Linked DNA regions of Pan troglodytes: region 2 is linked to region 1. A link is a contact called in public HiChIP or PLAC-seq data. All regions are on one chromosome and are shown on one strand. Each heading gives the region's core, a stretch centred on a gene start, on an enhancer-like site or on the middle of the called end of the contact. The rest is flanking DNA. Distances are from core to core; before and after follow the strand shown. Region 1 holds the start of SMURF1 (SMAD specific E3 ubiquitin protein ligase 1). Region 2 holds the start of ARPC1A (actin related protein 2/3 complex subunit 1A).

Region 1 (6,555 bases), core at 2,831-5,330:
CACAAAAACATTTGTTAAAATGTTATTATTTTAAATATAAAGGCTCAAATATTCTTCTACTGTTTAGACCAGGTTGCCAAAGCAGTTCAACATATTACCCAACAGTTTTCAAAAACAATCCCATATGAAGAAATAAAGTCATAAATGTAATCAATACACAAAATTAATGCTTGGCATAAATCAAACACATGTGCTACACTCCAACACAATTTTCTGAATATCAGGATTAAGAATACCACTAAGCCCAAGTGCCCAACAGTAATTTGAAATAAGTAGGTAGCTAAATTGATATATCCTGTGAGAAGGAGGATCAAAGAGTATTATAATGGAGCTGAAATCTCATTTGATATATAAAGAAACTGAGACCCAAAAAGGTTAAATAACTTGTTCCGTAACATGTAGTTAATGAGAAATCTGTCTAGAATCTAGGTCTCCTAACTGTAAATCTAATGCCCTATTCACCCCCAAATAGAATTGTGGACCCCAAAGTTCTAAATGTAGTATCTTCAGTATCCTTTTTTTTTTTTTTTTTTTTTTGAGACAGAGTCTCGCTCTGTTGCCCAGGCTGAAGTGCAGTGGCACAATCTCGGTTCACTGCAAGCTCCACCTCCCAGGTTCAAGCCATTCTCCTGCCTCAGCCTACCCAGTAGCTGGGACTACAGGCGCCCGCCACCACACCCAGCTAATTTTTTGTATTTCTACTAGAGACGAGGTTTCACTGTGTTAGTCAGGATGGTCTCAATCTCCTGACCTCGTGATCCGCCCCACCTCAGCCTCCCAAAGTGCTGAGATTACAGGCGTGAGCCACCGCGCCCAGCTAATTTTTTTGTATTTCTAGTAGAGACGGGGTTTCACCGTGTTAGCCAGGATGGTCTCAACCTCCTGACCTCGTGATCTGCCTCAGCCTCCCAAAGTGCTGGGATTCAGGCGTGAGCCACGGCGCCAGGCCATCTTCACTATCTTTGCACTGAATTTCGCTCTGTGTGTATTCATTGACTGGTTGAAATATCCCTCATTTTTAACAGTCCTTTTTTTTTTCCAAATAACAAACATGGAAATAAACTCTGAAACCTGTAACAAAAGTATTCAACTTTTGAAAGATTGCTACTCAACATCCCAGAAGTGAGAATTCAAACTTCCCTTAACCAGAAAGATGAGGCTAAAACCTACTCCACCGTCAACAAACTTCTAGTTCAAACCTTTCGAGGTAAACTAAGGTTCCACGTACTGGCATTGCATGTGTACCATTACCGCTAAACCGCAATCCTATTGTAAGGATGATCACACTCACAAATCCTCTCAAACCATTCATAATATCTACTGAAAGGGAAAGGGAAAAGGTGTTTCAGAAACAACACTCATCACCTGATCCTTCCCTATCAAATGTCATCCAAAAATTCCTTAAAGCATTCTTGCTTCGATAATCTAAATTCCTGAATCCAAAAATAATTTGGGAGGAGGACAAACCAAGTCCTCCCTTTCAAGGCTCAGGCTTGGCAAATAGGATTGATTAATATACATACACCAGACATAAACATTTCAATTAAAACCTATTCCTTCTAAAACATTCATCATATTTCTAACACAAAATCAGTTGCTTTCGCTTTTAACAAGATAACTGAAACCAATCTGATGTCAATTACAGACTGAGCTGTAAATCAGAACCAAGTTAAAAGCTTTACAAGTATTACAATCTCAAAAATGTTACTTTTATCTTACCACATAAATAAAAATGTATCTACATTGTATCTACAAAGTGAGAAGTGTTTCCTATCAGCCCTGGCATAAAGAAATGTATTTCCCCAGAAGCAAAGATCCCAGAGGAAACTACCTCTTACGTTACAAAACCAGGGTCTGGGTTTGGGTCCAAATCATTATTTGATATCTTTATACAAAAAAACAAAACCTTCTCTTAAGACAAAAGTTGGGCCATGCAACAACTATGGGCTCTCAAAGTAAATTTTAGTTTAAAAAAAATTACCTATTGTTTGCATGGATTTTACCGATGACTTTATGGCTGCGCATCTGCCATAAAGTGTTCAAAACGCTCATTCTCTCTTTGAAAGGACCTGACCAAACCAGGACTTTGGAGTTCTCACCCGACTGAGCCACTGAACAGAAAAATCCAGGGGAAAATCCCTGACGGGGATTAGAATGAACTTTTTAGTTTCCTTCCAGAGCTGGAAATATTCGAGTTTGGAAAGTCCCGGAGCAGAGCCGCATTTGCAACACGGCCATCCTGCTTTAGGGATGAATTGAAACTGGGAAGAGAGTAGTACCAATGAGAGTGAGAAAGGGAAGACGAGGATGCAGCCTGGTCCAGAACCTCTGGAGCCCGGGGGGAAACAGGTTGGCATCACATCCGCGCCACCAAGTCGCAGGCCCGCGGCAGAGCGTTGCGCTCACTCTTGAAGGTGGCACTACAGAGCCACCCAGGAAACACAGACTTTTCATTGAAGACAAAATGAATCAAGGAGCCTGCGTGTGGGCAGCTTCCAAAGCCTCCAGTGAGTGTGGGAGTAGGGATCAGAGCCTCACGGCGCTCTGGGTTGCTGAGTGTGGGGGTGATGGTGAAACAAAATGCGGAAAAGGTAAAAATTGAAGAAGCAGAGTTAAAAGTAGCTAGCGGTCTGGCCTAAGAGACAGGAAGTGGCCCAGACTGAGACTGAAGAGGGCTGGACCAGGGGGAAGTGAAGAGAGCAGGACTGGGAGCAGCTACAAGATAGGATTGAGGAATTTCAGGCTGAAGGAAAGAAAGGGTGGAGACCCCGCCAGACAGCAGCGAGGGGGCGGGGCTAGGCAGGAATGAGGGCGGGGCTTGAAAGTGAGGGGCGGGGCTAGGGGAAGAAGGGAGGAGGACGGTGTGGGGGGTGAGGGAGAAACGAAAGAGGATGGGGGAGTGAGAAGAGAGTGGGTGGGGGCAGGAGGGGAGAAGCAAGGGGGCAAGTGGAAGGGGAGGTAGCAAAATAGCTTGGAAGTGGTGGGAAAGACCAGGAGGATGAGGGGAGGGTGCAGGTGGGAGGGAAAACAGGAAAGCAAGAGAGATGATGGGAAAGTGGTGAGAAGTGAGGGATGGGACCAGGGGAACAGAGGCAAGGCCAGGAGGGAAAAGCGAGGGGGCAGGTGGGCGGAGAGGATGGGAAGCGAGGAGAAGGAGGGAGGGGGTAAAAACGGCGGAGGAGAAAAAAAGGAGAGAAGCAAGGGGGCGGGACCAGGAAGAAGTGAGGGCCGATGCTAGGAAAGAAGTGAGGAGGCGGGACCAGGAAGAAGTGAGGGCCTAGGCTAGGAAAGAAGTGAGGAGGCGGGACCAGAGAGAAGCGAGGGAGCTGGACGCAGGGAGAAGCGAGGGGGCGGGGACAGAAAGTTAGGAGGCGGGAGCAGAGAGGAGCGAGGGGGTGGGGCCAGAGAGATGGGCGGGGTCAGGTGCGGGGAGGAAAGGTGGGGAAGAGAAAGGACCACAGGGATGGAGGTGAAAGGCAAGGGGGCGGGGCCTGGGGGGAGAAGCGAGGGGTCAGGTGCTAGGGAGAGGAAGGGAAGCGAGAGGCAAGGGGCCGAGCCGGGGAGAGGTGAGGGGAAAGGGCCTGGAAGGAGATGCAAGGGGCGGGGCCAGGAAAAGAGAAGCGAGGGGCGGGGCCAGGGAAGGAGATGCAAGGGGCGTGGTCATGAATGGAAATGAGAGGGGCGGGGCCAGGACGGAGATGCGAGGGGGCAGGTGCGGGGGAACGGGAGGGAACGCGAGACCGAGGGGGCGCGAGCGGCCAGGGGGCGGGGCCGGGCAACGGCGAGGGGGCGGGGCCGGGAGGGAGAAGCGAGGGGCGCACGCCGAAGGGGGTGACGAGGTCCTGGGACAACGGCCGGCGTGGGGGAGGGCCGCTTCCAAGGGCGCCCTGCGGGGAATTCCGGGGCGGGCGAGGGGGCGCCGGGGCGCGGGTGGGCCTCCCGCCGGCCGTACCTGTCAGACGGATCTTGATGCTGGAGCCGTTCCTGCGTGTCCCGGGGTTCGACATCTCCCGCCAACGATCGGGCAGCCGCGGATCCAGCGCCGCCGCCCCCCAGCCCGGCCCGGCCCGGCCCCGCCGCCGCCGCCTCAAGGTTACGGCTCCGGGCTGGGCGCCGGGGTCCGAGCCGGGACACAAACTCCGCGGCCCAGGCGTCCGGGCGGCAGGCGGATGGTCGAGCCGGGAGATCGGCGCTTGCTGCGGCGCTCTGACCCTCGCTGCTTCCAGCCGAGCCCAGTCCCGAGCCGCCGCCGCCGCCGCCTCCGCCGCCGCCTCCGCCTCCGCCGCCTCCACCACCTCAGAGCCGGACGCCCGCCGCCCTCGCCGCTTCCGCCGCTGCCGCCGCCTCCCCGAGCCGCGCGCGCGCCCGCCGCCGTGCCGGCCCGGCCCTGCGGGCCCCCGCGCCTACGTGCGTGCGCGCCCCCGCCACGTACGCTGGGGCGGGGCGGGGTGCGCTGCTACGTCGCCCGCACGCCTGCCTCGGGCGCGCGGGGCCCGGATCCCGCGGGTTGGGGTCTTCACGCTTCCTGTGGTCGGTGGGTGGGAGGGTCTGGCCCCGAGCCCGGGAAGGGAGAGCAGAGCTGGCCCCGGGGCCCAGCGCGCGGTCGCCCTCTGTCTTGACCCCTGTCTCTGCGAGGCTCTGGGCTCCTGAGTGACTGAAGAGTGGTTTGCATGAAACCGTGGGCTGTGTCCACACCAAGCTCTTTGCACACAGGCGTGCAATACCAGTTTTTTTCAGTTAAGAGCTTTCGATCGTGCAAGTTCAAGGGAGGGACTTCTCAAAGAGACAAAGCCCTTAGGTGTGTTCTGTGCAACGGGTGTGCTCCACTGACCCATAACAAAGTTGCCAGAATCGCAGAAGTGCCATATACGGACAAGGAAAACGAGATGAGAGGGAGGGATAAAGTTGAGAGGCGGATGTTTGTTATTATCCATTCTGCATACAATTTTACCAAACAAGAAAGTGGCATTGTGGTTTGTGTTCCCATGTCTTCTGCTAAATTTCCCCTTCTCCCGGGGTTGCAGGTTAGAACCAAAAGCTCATGGCTGGGTACGGTGGCTGTAGCCTGTAATCCCAGCGCTTTGGGAGGCCGAGGCGGGCGGATCACTTGAGCCCAGGACTTTGAGGCCAGCCTGGGCAACATAGGGAGACTCCATCTCTACAAAAAATACAAAAATTAGCTGGGCATGGTGGTGCGCGCCTGTAGTCCCAGGTACTGGGAGGCTGAGGTGGGAGGATCACTTGAGCCCCAGAGTTCATGGCTGCAGTGAGCTATGATCAGGCCACTGCACTACAGCCTGGGTGACAGAGCTAGACGCTGTCTCAAAAACACACACACACACACACACACACACACACACAGAAAAAGCTCATTATGCGCTTTCTCCAGCAAACAAACTCCTCTCTGTTAGCATGTTATAGAAATAAACTGATATTATTAGAAAGAGGGAAAACTAGGTTTATCAAACTTGTTTTTTACCCACTACCTTGTTGTTGTTGTTGTTGTTTTTTGAGACAGGGTCTCACTCTGTCACCCAGGCTGGAGTGCAGTGGCACGATCTTGGCTTACTGCAACCTCCACCTCCCGGGTTCAAGTGATTCTCGTGTCTCAGCCTCCTGTATAGCTGGGATTACAGGCGTTAGCCACCACACCCAGCTAATTTTTGTATTTTTGGTAGAGATGGGGTTTCACTGTTTCGGCCAGGCTGGTCTCAAACTTCTGAGCTCAGGTGATCTGCCCGCTTCAGCCTCCCAAAGTGCTGGGATTTCAGGCCTAAGCCACCGCTCCCAGCCCCCACTACCCATTTTCATGTACAAGTTCTTTTTTATTTTTATTTGATTCTTCATCAATCAACTTGAACAAATTCTTTTAATACTGTGTGTGTGTGTGTGTGTGTGTGTCCTAAGGAAAGTAGGCTCTGGGCCATTGCTACCATCCCCTGCAGCCTTGTGCCTGTCCTAAGGTCACAGTCTTCGGAACAGAGCCTTCTACCTAGAGCGCCTAGACATACCTGCCTGCCTGCTCGCCCGCCTGCCTGCCTGCCTGCCTCGGATGACCCTAGTGAAAGCAGAGTCTCTCCTGGGCAGGATTCAAGGCATCACATCTGTCAAATAAAAGGATGGTCCTAGGTCATTTCTATGGCACCTTGCGGCTCTTTCAGTTATCCTCAAGAAAGACCCAAGAATATAAGCAATGTTTAAGCAATAGCAGTAGAGCCACAATCCAGCTGTTTCCATTTGTAGATGATTGTCACAGAGAGTGAATGCCTGGGTCTGAATTAATCCATCCAGTCTCTAATGCTCCCAAGTAATCCCCATTCTTCTGCCAATCCCGTTAGTATTTCCCCCCTATTCAAAGAGTCTCCTCTCTAAACAAAACCAGACATCACTCTCTGCTTACCTGGGTGCAGGCTCCTGTTCTTATCCCCAGGTGTTCCTGACCTGGAAACCTTTCATTGCTTAATTTTGTTGTTTTTCTCCCCGCCCCGATGGCTGGTTCTTCGTTGGCTTGACTGTTTCCTTAATCTTTGAGTCAGGAGGTTGCTTCTGGAGGTT
Region 2 (6,216 bases), core at 2,694-5,193, 190 kb after region 1:
CTCACTGGGAACATACCCAGCAATTAGGACAATATCTAAAGCATAAGGATTATTGTAAACTAATAACACACAATATGCATTAATAGTTTTGTCCTTTTGTTTGTTTATAGCTTTTATTGGCATTGATTCAGTATTTCCAACAGTTTTTTTGGTGACTAGATGGCAGGCATTATTGGAAGATCTGCAGTAATTGTTCACCATTTCAGCTGTTGGCACAACAAGCAAGAAACAATCTTCTTACTCTCCAACTCCACATTCCAGTTATTAAATCAAGCTCTCCTGAGAAGGAAATCCTTACGCCTTTACAAACATGTAACCTTCCTAAACTATGATGGATTATGTTCCTGATGTGTTTATATAAGCCCCACCTTCCATTCTCAACTAGCAGTAACCTCTGTGTCCTTTGACATCCAAATTGTTTTCTTTCATTCATTTGCACTTTCATTCAACGAATGTTAACCAGGACCTTCCAGGTTCAAGGTATTGTGCATTTCCTTTTATTTAAAATTATTTTAGCAGCATCCCTGGTCTAAAAATAAGATAAAATATTTTGTGGACTGGTCATATCCTAATCTCTAAGTTACTTGAGAACAGAAGGATCTTACTCTACTCTTATTAACACAATAGTTGGCACTTGGTGAGTATTTATTAAATATTTGATGCCTTGAATCTTGACCAAATTCTAATTCAACTCAATTCCAATTCCAATTCCAATCCAATCAGCAAAGCAAACAAAATCAGCCCACGGTAGTGTCCAAGCCCTCCCTCTCTTCCATTGCCCACTTCTAAGTACCACCTTCCCTGGCACTAATTGTTAAGTCTAATTAGGGAAAAGGAGTCAGGATGGTGGGAGCAGGGGGAAGCAAAAAGAAGCAGGTAAACTACAAGTCTGCCATTCTTTATGGTCCAGACACACAGCCCTCCTCTGCAAATAACTCACAATCTTCCTGCGCCCAACAATTACAGCATAAACACTATTCCATAAAATCCCCAGCAAGCCTTTCTTTGCAGTTGGCTGCTCTTCTGCTGATTCTGCCTGTTGCCTTCTCGTACCTTCCTACTTTCTCTAACAAATCTGCCTTTATCTACAACTGTCTTGGTAAATCCTTTTACCCACGTACCACCAGCCCAGACAGCTGCCCCTCACCCATGATACTAATTTTTTAAAAGGTTGAGTCTGCATTTTGGATACTACATCACACATGCCTTAAAAACAAACATTAAAAGTAACTCACCCTCCTTAGAACCCTGATGGTTGGCTTTTATAGCAGGGCACGATGGTATAACCAGTAAGGCCAGAGCAGGTGGCCAGCCCCCCAACCCTCCCTGCCTTGTATCAAAACCCTCAGGTTTCAGGCCAGGCATGGTGGCTCATGCCTGTAATCCCAGCACTTTAGGAGGCCAAGGTGTGTGGATCACTTGAGGCCAAGAGTTCAAAACCAGCCTGGCCAACATGGCAAAATCCCATCTTTACTAAAAATACAATAATTAGCTAGGTGTGGTGGCACGCGCCTGTAATCCCAGCTACTCAGGAGGCTGAGGCATGAGAAACGGTTGAACCAGGGAGGTGGAGGTTGCAGTGAGCTGAGATCACGCCACTGCACTCCAGCCTCGGTGACAGAGCCAGACACTGTCGCATAACAAAACAAAACAAAAAAAATCCTCAAGTGTCAAAATTTTTCTTTTTCTTCAATTACAGAAGAGCCCCGCTTAGAGCTAAGATTCTACCATCTGGAATGACTCATAAAATATGAAGTGGGCCGGGTGTGGTGGCTCACACCTGTAATCCCAGCACTTTGGGAGGCCGAGGCGGGAGGATCATGAGGTCAGGAGTTCGAGACGAGCCTGACCAACATGGTGAAACCTTGTCTCTACTAAAAATACAAAAATCAGCTGTGCATGGTGGCGTGCGCCTATAATCCCAGCTACTCAGGAGCCTGAGGCAGGAGAATCGCTTGAACCTGGGAGGCAGAGGTTGCAGTGAGCCAAGATCGCACTATTGCACTCCAGCCTGGGTGACAGAGTGAGACTCCATCTCAAAAAAAAAAAAAAAAAAAGTGAAATGCATCAAATGGTAAGTTTTGGTTAGGCTAAATTGCAAAATACTATTTCAAATCAGAACCAGAGTTTAATAATAGTAAATATCTGTTATTTTTTTCTGGGGCTAACATTTCTTGTCACTTATCATAAAGTCTGGTATTAATTTGCATGTGTTACTCTCATCTACCCAGATTATAAATTCCATCAAAGCAGTAAGTGTTCCTTGTAAAGAGGTGGGATCTTCATAAGCTCCTCTACATACTTGGGAATTGGTTCAAGTAACTTACAGACACACAAGGAATCCCTGCTTTCCACACCTGCTGTTCCCTTTCCCAAGCTGTCTCTTGGAGGGGGTAATGAATTTACAATGATCTTTCTACACTATCTGCTCGATTACCCTATGACCAAAGACTTTGTAACCACAGGTCAGAGTTAAAATCAGAATTTCAGTGAAGCGATGTTCCATGAACAGCTGGATTCACTAACTCAGTGGTCCCCAATCTTTTTGGCACCAGTGACCGGTTTCATGGAGGACAATTTTTCCACGGAAAAGGGGGCAGGGGCTAGGGGAGAGGGGTGGGGTGGTTTTAGATCATCAGGCATTAGATTCTCATAATGAGCATGCAACCTAGATCCCTCGCATATGCAGTTCACAATAGGGTTCACTTTCCTATGAGACTCTAATGCCCCCACTGATTCGACAGGAGGCAGAGCTCAGGCCGTAATGCCAGAGATGGGGAGCGGTTGTAAATACAGATGACACTTCGTTGGCTCGCCCTGCTCACCTCATGTGCCAATGGGTTCCTAACAGGCAACAGACCAACACCCGTCAGCAGCCAAGGAGTTGGGGAACTCTGCACTAACTCCAAAGAACATAGCGGGTCTGGCAGGGCATGGTGGCTCACGCCTGTAACCCTAGCACTTTGGGAGGCTGAGGCAGGCGGGATCACCTGAAGTCAGGAGTTCGACACCAGCGTCGCCAACATTGCAAAACCCCGTCTGTACTAAAAATACAAAAATTAGCCGGGCATGGTGGCGCGCAGCTGTAGTCCCAGCTACTCGGGAGGCTGAGGCAGGAGAATCGCTTGAACCCGGGAGGCGGAGGTTACAGTGAGCCGAGATCGCGCCACTGCACTCCAGCTTGGGCGACAGAGAAAGGCTCCGTCTCAAAAAGATCACAGCGGGTCTGAAATTGAGAGTTTGACAAGTATACCTACGTAAACCTCACCTTACAATACCAAAGGGAAGGAGACAAGCCCTTGGTTGGTCTGGCATGGCGCGGGGCGGCGGTGGGGGGGGCTCACATCGCTTTGGGAAGCAGAGGCTAGAGGACTGCTTGAGCCCAGGGGTTCAAGACCAGCCTGGACAACATAGGAAAACCTCATCTTTACAAAAAATATAAAAATTAGCCAGGCACAGTGGCTCACACCTGTAATCTGAGGGCTTTGAGAGGCCAAAGAGGGACGATCGCTTGAGCCCAGGAGTTCAAGACCAGCCTAAGCAACACAGCAAGACCCTGTCTCTACCAAAAAATAAAAATTAGCCAGGCGTGGTGGTGTGCACTTGTAGTCCCAGCTCCACGGGGGGCTGAGGCGGGAGGATCGCTTGAGCCCAGGGGTTCCAGGCTGCAGTGAGCTATGATCGCGCCACTGCACTCCAGCCTGGGCTACAGGTCGAGAACCTGTCTAAAAAAAAAGAAAAAGAAAGAAAAAAGAAAAGCTCTCGATTAGCCCCATCTGTGGGGGCTGGGGCTGCTCCAGAATTTCTAGGGTTCAAGGGCAGCAGCCTGGTTGCAGGTGGGGATCAGGGCATTTCTTGGAGGCTGCATCTGCGGAGCAGGCTCTGTCCTCTGTGAATTGGGGGCCTTGCCAAGTTCCCCCAACCCTTTTTTCCCTGCGGCGCCATCTTGGGAGCAGGGAACTGCTTGGGAGCAGGGGATTCTGCCCCAGGAAGGGTCGAGAAAGTTCCTGGGGGGCTTCAGGGGCTTTCCACAGAGGGAGCACGGCGGGGGCGGAGGCTCCCTGCAGGGAGCAGCGCTGAGGTAGACTGGCTCTGACCTTGGCTCTCTGAAGGGAGAAAAACTTAATCGTTCTTCAGGTCCAAGAGCTCCAAAGACCCCCAATCCTCAGTCACTCATCTCCTGACAAAAGACCTTGCGAAACTGCCAAAGCGCCACACTTCGGCTCGCGATTGTGAGGAAATTGGTTGAGGAACGGAGTGGGACGCCCATGCCGCTTCGCCAGCACTTGCCAGGCGTTCCGTGGGGCAGCATCTCCTCTGAAGGGCCGCCGACAGTACCACGCCGATGGAATAGCGTACCCTCCTCCACTGCAGCCTGCCTAACCCCGGACTGCGCGCCCGAGCTGTGCGCATGAGCCGACCGTCCGCGCGGCCGCAACGCGCAGGCGCCGTGTCCACTTCCGTGATCTGTCAGCCGCTCCCTCTGGGCTTCCGTCCTCCGCCCGCGCCCGCCGGAGCCTGTTCGCGTCGACTGCCCAGAGTCCGCGAATCCTCCGCTCCGAGCCCGTCCGGACTCCCCCGATCCCAGGTAACGGCCAGCAGGGGCGAGCGTCTCACCCTGTCGGCCTCTCTTGTCCAGGCCTGGCGCCGGACTTGCCGCGGGGGCAGTGAGACGGGGGCTTAGGCCGCGGGGCCCCGAGGCTGAGGCGCGGCCGGGTCTCCCTGCCGGGGCCTCCTGAGGGGGCGGGGATCCCCTTTCTCCGTGGATCCCCTGCAGCTTTTCTCAGGATGTTCGAGCTCCTAGCCGCCTCCGATGCGCGAATTAACGGCCCCTTCTGCGCCCCCAGGGTCCTACTTGCACCTCTGCTGGGGGCATTTGTCACCGTCTCTAAAATTGTGTCAAGTAGGAGGATCTCCCGTAATCGAGCGACCCGCGGGACTATTCATCTCTTTAGTGTCTAGAGTAGATCCCTGCATACAGTAGGCGCCCATAGGATGTTTGCCTGCTCTCTAGGGCAGCCCTCAATCCTTCGGTTATTGGGGAACCTTCTCGATCTCGAGAAAAACCTTCTCCCGAGTTCTTTTAAGATTTCCCTGCATGAGTACCGCCTTCCCCCAAGTCAAAATTGCACCCTTCTCCGCGCTCTTATTCATTTAGTGGAATCTTTTATGCCAGTCCTGACACCACCACTTTGTTGAGTGATCCTGGGAAGATGCTTCTCTGCGCCTGTTTCCTCATCTGCAATAAAAAGATTCTTACCGTTTTGCTAAGAATCAAGTGAACTTATTTGCATAAATTGCTTAGAATAGTTCCTGGCCGAGAGTAGGTGATCAATAAATATTAGCTATTATTACTGCTTCTGGGCATTCTATGCATATCCGTCTTCCTTTCCTTTTCTACCTCCTCCACTCTCCCCAAACACCAACCCTCCAGACTTGAAGACCAGAATGGTGTCAGCCTTATTTATGTTTCTGGCCCCATCCCGGTATTTACAACACTGCTGGGAACATGATAGGCACTTAATCAGTTATAGCTTAGAATCTTTGATTATAAAGCCATCTGTTCTCCTGCAGCTTTGGAACCTTCTGTCTATGTCAACTCGTAGCTTAAATTGCCGAGATTATCTTACTTCTGCCCTCTCTCCTCAATTTTATCTAGTCTTGTGCTTTCACATAGGGCCTGGGTTTTCAGGTATCTAAAAACAGAGGAGGGGCATCAGTCAGGAAGGTGTTTTTGTCCTGTTAGGGAGTGGGTAACTGTAGTTGTTGTCTTCCTTTTTTTTTTTTTTTTTTTTTTTTCCTGCAGCCTCGACCTCCTGGGCTTAACAGATCCTCCCACCTCAGCCTCCTGAGTAGCTGGGACTACAGGCATGTGCCACCACACTGGGCTAATTTTCATTTATTTTTATTTACTTATTTTTGGAGATAGAGTCTCACTCTGTCACCCAGGCTGGAGTGCAGTGGTGTGATCTCGGCTCACTGCAACGTCTACCTCCTGGGTTCAAGCGATTCTCCTGCCTCAGCCTCCCGAGTAGCTGTGACTACAGGCATGAGCCACTGCGCCTGGCTAATTTTTTTTTTTTTTGTATTTTTTGTAAAGACAGGGTCTCCATATGTGGCCCAAGCTGGTCTGGAGCTCCTAAGCTCAAGCTATCCTCCCACCTCGACCTCCCAAAGTGCTGGGATTTTGGGTGTGAGATACCACACCCAGCTTAT

The links. HiChIP or PLAC-seq counts read pairs in DNA pulled down with a chosen protein or histone mark.
Region 2: a contact with region 1 is called in an H3K4me3 HiChIP or PLAC-seq map of stem cell-derived excitatory neurons, with 4 times the contacts expected there. The contact joins the promoter of ARPC1A here to the promoter of SMURF1 in region 1. A contact is called at or near these places in 1 of 1 datasets of contacts at active chromatin or transcription factors (stem cell-derived excitatory neurons) and 1 of 1 other capture datasets (stem cell-derived neural stem cells).

Annotation. Positions count from the first base shown.
Region 1 is chr6:108,534,785-108,541,339 of NHGRI_mPanTro3-v2.0_pri, forward strand. SMURF1 (SMAD specific E3 ubiquitin protein ligase 1) reads right to left here and starts at 4,081. Exons shown (of 19, transcript XM_528043.8): 1 at 3,953-4,081. The coding sequence starts at 4,007.
Region 2 is chr6:108,721,857-108,728,072 of NHGRI_mPanTro3-v2.0_pri, forward strand. ARPC1A (actin related protein 2/3 complex subunit 1A) reads left to right here and starts at 3,944. Exons shown (of 10, transcript XM_003318629.6): 1 at 3,944-4,588. It overlaps LOC129135544 (a long non-coding RNA gene), which reads right to left and starts at 4,185. Exons shown (of 3, transcript XR_008536484.2): 1 at 4,098-4,185.